Linked DNA regions of Rattus norvegicus: region 1 is linked to region 2. The links are chromatin contacts, called in public Hi-C maps. All regions are on one chromosome and are shown on one strand. Each heading gives the region's core, a stretch centred on a gene start, on an enhancer-like site or on the middle of the called end of the contact. The rest is flanking DNA. Distances are from core to core; before and after follow the strand shown.

Evidence for each region. Hi-C and Micro-C count contacts between places; a contact is called where the count stands out from the background.
Region 1: a Hi-C map of hepatocytes shows a contact between it and region 2, with 2.1 times the contacts expected there. The contact joins the enhancer-like site here to the promoter of Fam241b in region 2. A contact is called at or near these places in 12 of 12 Hi-C or Micro-C datasets (the A7r5 cell line, the Rat2 cell line, Schwann cells and 7 more) and 1 of 1 datasets of contacts at active chromatin or transcription factors (oligodendrocytes).

Annotation. Positions count from the first base shown.
Region 1 is chr20:30,671,700-30,674,399 of GRCr8, forward strand. It overlaps Tspan15 (tetraspanin 15), which reads right to left. Exons shown (of 8, transcript NM_001115032.1): 8 at 1,572-2,352. The coding sequence ends at 2,203. Among named protein-coding and RNA genes, the nearest start is that of Tspan15, 45 kb to the right of the region's middle. Within about 2 kb of position 1,267, at least 7 of the 93 cell types and tissues checked have an H3K27ac peak or open chromatin away from gene starts, as enhancers often do.
Region 2 is chr20:30,596,497-30,599,196 of GRCr8, forward strand. Fam241b (family with sequence similarity 241 member B) reads right to left here and starts at 1,348. Exons shown (of 3, transcript NM_001127452.1): 1 at 1,113-1,348; 2 at 272-400. The coding sequence starts at 364.

The DNA of each region.
Region 1 (2,700 bases), core at 17-2,516, 75 kb after region 2:
GGTGAGGAAAGGGACTAGTCTTGAGGGTTCTTCTGTTATATTTTTAAAGATTTATTTAGTTTATGAATACAATGTTGCTGCCTTCAGACACACCAATAAAGGACATCAGATCCCATTACAGATGGTTGTGAGCCACCATGTGGTTGTTGGGAATTGAACTCAGGACCTCTGGAAGGGCAGTCAGTGTTCTTAACCACTGAGCCATCTCTCCAGCCCCTTGAAGGTTATTTTCTATTCTTGGGAGACAAGGTGGCAAGATGGCGTCCTTGGCATTGGGTAACAGAAGGGTGCCATAGTAGGTGAACCCTGAGACTGGCTGGCAGGGCTCTCTCCCTGGGGATTTATTTTCTTTGTCGGTTAGAGAGCATATAGGAACTGGGGCCTGTATAGGCACCAACCTCCATCCCAGAGAAAGAGAATGACAGAGTCCCCAGGCTCTGGTCCCAAGCCCTCTGGGTGTCCCAGCCATATTACTGTACCATGGGGGTCTGCCCTCTCCTCTGGAAACGGAAAGATACTGAGAATAGCTGAAGCCAGAGCCAGAAGGCTCACCACACAGCCCTGTGTCCTGATCAAAGGGGCTCAGTGAGACCAAGGAGATAAAGAACTTCCAGTCCCCAAATTCCATAAATGGGGTGTGGCGGAACACATCTGAAGTCCCAGCATTCCTCAGTATGAAACAAGAATCTGAAGTTTAAGGTCATCCTTGGTTACACAGTAAGTTTGAGGCCAGCCTGGGCTACATGAGACGCTGTCTCAACAACCAAAGGGAGATGGGCAGAAGCGTCCATAGGGAGCATGGGGGGCAGCAGCCCAGCCATGCGTGGTTTTGCACACCTAGGGGAGTCTGTCTATACACATAGATAAGCAGTCCTGAGCCTCAACAAGTTATTAACTGTGCCTCTGTTTCCATATTAACAAAATTAAGATGATAGAGATGACTACAAACAGCTGTGAATATCAAAAGTTATCACTTATGCTAAATGTTTAGGTCTGGCCTCGACTGGCCTCTGCCGTGTTCATGGTCACAGTGCTCTTTTTTAAGCCCTGCCTCCACCCTTCCTCCTACAGAACCCAAGCTTCTCTGGTGAGAGGAATTTCCTACCTCAGGCTTAGTTAGATTTGAGATTTTTGTTTTATATCTATTGCCCTGTGTAAGAATCTCACAGAAAACCTAGAAACCCCCCCCCCCCCGTAGGGTTAGGATGACACACGCTTGGGTTGACTGTTCCTGCAAGGCCAGCTGTCTCCAGCAGGGGGCAGCCAGCACCAAGCTTTGCTTAGCATGGGTCCTTGTCTACAGTCTACAGATCCCTACCACGGTTACTTTCTATAGCGCGGGTAATCTTGTATCCACCGTTCTCTTTCCTGACCCCTGGATTTAGCTACTTCTCCATGTAACCATTTCTGTACTTGTAGAGCCTCAGTTTCCCCTAGTGTGTGAAATACCAATGCTGTCCATTCTTCCTCCCTGACCTCAGTGTCCCAAGCTATACCAATCTCCACCCCCCACGCCCCTCGAGGCAGCCTTCTTTCAACCGGACAAGAGCCTTCCAAATAGCACAAGTGAATGACCATTCCAAAAATCACATCTTTATTGGCCAATTAATGAACTGACTGGGAGGGATGAGTGGACTGAATTGGCGGTGGCTAGTTTTGAGTAGCCAGAAACTCTTGTTAATTGTATACAAAAGATGGTTATTAAAAAAAAACAAAGCATGTAGAAAATGGGTGGGTGGAGCAGGAGCCTTCCAGAGGACTCAAGGCACCTGGGAATTTGAGACACGGTCCAACCTCACGTCAAGAGCAGTGTGCTGCTCCCAGCACTTCCTGCCCCATTGAACAGATGCACTCCCTTCTCTCCTTTAAAAAAAAAAATCACTGCAAAACTGCCCTCGAAGGGGCAACATGACCACTGGCCAAGGCACTGCCAGAAATAAAAAGAGCCCACACTGAGCCCCGAGCTTCCTTCTCTGGGGCTCAGAACTGTGGCTGGGCCATCCCTGTTCCCCGGGATCCCACAGGGTTCCGCTTTCCCCTGGGAGGAGTGGCCATCAGACACCATACACAGGCACATACACCCTGGGCTTTGGTCAGTGCCGTGGGCGGGCAGAGGAGCTGCAGCTGGTCCTGTCCAGCTTGTGTAGACGTAGATGCACTTTGCAGTACAGTCTGGCTGGGGCTACTGTGCCAGGCCAGGTCCTAATCGGGATAGCACAGACAGCATCCAGTGCCTGCTGTGTCTGTGCTAGACTTGGCACCAGGTCCCAGCAATCCATCCGTGACAGAGTGCTCCAAGATGATGTCCTCCACACGGGTGATGTATAGTAGTGTTAGCAGCACACCAAGAAACTGAGGACAGAGAGGGAGGCGGTGAGAACCTGCTGGCATGTAGACAACCCTCCCTGGCAGTTCCCTCCGGGGGAACTGGGCAGGGGAAATCAAGACATCCCAGCACCCACTGCCCAGATAGCCCAGGCTGGACCTCTTCTACCTTTCTCGGGAACATGGAGACTTCCTGCCCCTGTGCCTTAGCATAGCCCCTCTATGCTGCGTCTTCTACCTCTATCCCAGTTCTGCCACACCTTATCCAGGGGAACCTTGGGAAATTCACTTCACCCTTCAAAGCCTCAGTTTCCACTACCGCCATTAAGTGGATGTGATTCACTCCAACCTCACTGGCAGACTGAAAGCAGAGGC
Region 2 (2,700 bases), core at 98-2,597:
GGGGTCAAACGACCCTTTCACAGAGGTCACCTGAGACCACTGGAAAACACGCGTATTTACGTTACGGTTCATAACAGTAGCAAAACTGTAGTTACGCAGGAGTGATGAAAATAATTCTAAGATCGGGGGGTCAGCACAAGATGAGGAACTGTATTACAGGGTCACAGCATTAGGAAGGTAGAGAGACACTGCTACAGAAGGTAAGAAGGCAGTTTGAGACTTCTGGGAGTTGGGACCAGCCGCTACCCTTCTCTTCAGGATGGATACCTACCTGCCGGGGGCTGCTATTCCTCTGTTGGGTGGTAGTCCTCACTCGGGGGTCATCATCCTGAACGATCTCCCCATTGGCCAAGATCCTCACCATTCTCCCTAGACGCTGTGAATTTCTGCTGGGCTGGACCTGCAATAAAAGCTGATTGTTGTCTAGAGACTGCAAACAGATCTTTCCCCTGACCTCAAAGGGCCTGCTACAGATAATGGGTTAATCGAGAGAGGATGTTTTTCAGTAGCGGTCATATGGTAACCCACCCTTGGCAGGTGCTTGTCCTATTAATGAAAACAGGTAAAAATAATGCAAGCAAGGAAGGGGGAGGGGGAGGGGAGGTCGGTCCCAGGGCCCTGGCCAAGTTGTGCACACCCATAATCAGCCACTAGGACTCCAGGAAGTACAGACTGGAAGGTCAGGGGTTAAAGGTCAGCTTCAGCTAAGTGAAACCCTGCCCCAAAAAAGAAACAAGAGGGAAGGCAGTATTTTGTATGCTAACTTAAAAGAAAAGAAAAGAAAAGAAAAGAAAAGAAAAGAAAAGAAAAGAAAAGAAAAGAAAAGAAAAGAAAAACAAGAAACGGGGTTAGGGCGCGGTTTCAAAGCATTGCCAAAAGCCAAAAGAGCAAGGGCTAAGGATCTGTCTGAATCCCCTAAGGTCACCACCCGGTGGCAGAACCCGGGGCTGGGGAGGGCGGACCTCCGCTGCAGAGAGCACCCCCCCCCCCCCCCCGTCCCATGGCTGCAGGGAGCACCCATGCTAAAGGACGAGGTTCATCCCTCCCACCTCACGGGGTGTGAGCTGCAACTGCAGCTCCAGCTCTGGGGGACCCCAGCTTTGCAGCTCTACCTGCCAGGCCAGGCCCTGTCACCCAAGGAGCTCCTCCGTGCTCCTCTCAACGCTCTACCTGCCGGGGCACCTAGGCAGGCTGGGCCAGGGGAGGAGCGCAGCGTGGAGCGCCAGGGTCGCGGTTCCGCGCGGCGTCATCCCGCAGGCTGGGCCACCCGTGCCCCTGCAGCACCTCGGTCAGGCGTGGCTCCAGGGCCCGCAGCGGTGGGGAGGGGCGCGGACCCGGACCCGGCGCCAGTACCACCCACCTGCGCGCACCGCTCTCCGGGCTCGACGTCCAAGGGCGGCCGCTTCCTCCCACCTGACTTTACAGGAAGCGCGCACCGCGGGGCGAGGCCCGGCAGGATCCCTCTGCCGGCTGCCGGGGGAACTGCAGCTGCGCAATGGGAGAGGGAGGAGAAGGAGGGAGAAGGGAGGGCGAGGAGTTAGTTGCTAGACTAGGGAAAGGAGAAAGGAGGAGGGAGAAGGATTGGGATGGGGAAGAGGACAAGGGAAGAAGAAATCACATAAAAGCCCAGGACCGGGATGTCTCGGTTGGGACAAGAGAAGTAGACCGGGATGTCCCGTTTGGTGGAAGAGAAGTAGGCACAAACTGAGCCTACAGGTTTACAAATCTGCTCAGATCTACCCAGGTAACTCTGCCAGTGTCACTTGAGAAGGACCCAGCCCCGTCCTTCAGGAGCTCTAAGCACCCAAGAGGCCACGAATCATAGGACAAGTTCAACCAATTTGCAGCAAGCTTCTCTAAGACGGTTTTTGAAGCGAGATCATCAGATTAATTGTTGACCTCCTAGTGAGTGGATGTAGTGGGGAGGAGAAAAGAGGGATAGACAGTCTAAGGAAGGCAGAGACAGGGAAGAGAGAGGGGACTGGGGGGAAGGAGAGAGAGGGGACAGGGAGAAGACTGAGCTTCACAGCCTGATGACTTGAGTAGGATAACTGGAACCTGTGTGGAGGAAGCAGGGGGCCTCACTCCCTTACAACCCTCCGACACTATGCTGGTAGGAATGCCGAGACAGTGTTGCTACCTCACAGGGTGGAAATCTAGGTCAGGCATCTGGGGTGCGGGCTCTTCGCACCGTACTTGCCCTGAACAAGGTACCTATCATCTAAGTCTTGCTAAGTAGCTTTCCTAGCTTTCTGACTGAGAGGAGCAGTCTTAATCGCCTGTTTCGAGGCTGCTGATATTCTTGCATAAAGAGAAACCAGAGGGTCCCTCCAGTTAAGGGTTGTCATCCCCCAGGTCCCAGGGGCCCAGTGTGCCTGCTCCACTCTGATTTCAAAGTCTTGTTTTTGTTTCACACTTGATGTCCAGGGATGGTTGCTGTGTTTAATAGAAGAACAGGGGAGAGTGCATCTACCCCATCTGGCTGATGCAGATTTTCAAGCTTAAGAGTTACAGTAACAAAGACGCTGTGATGGAGACACAAGGACTCACAAAACAGCAAGCAGCACCAGAACGAACCTAACCACTGGGATTTATAATGAGGTGAAAGTATAGAAAATTAAGAGCAACCCCTCTCCTTTCTTCTTTTAAACAAGATAGCACTGGTTGGCCTGGTCTGGCTCCAGTCCCCACAGTGGTGGG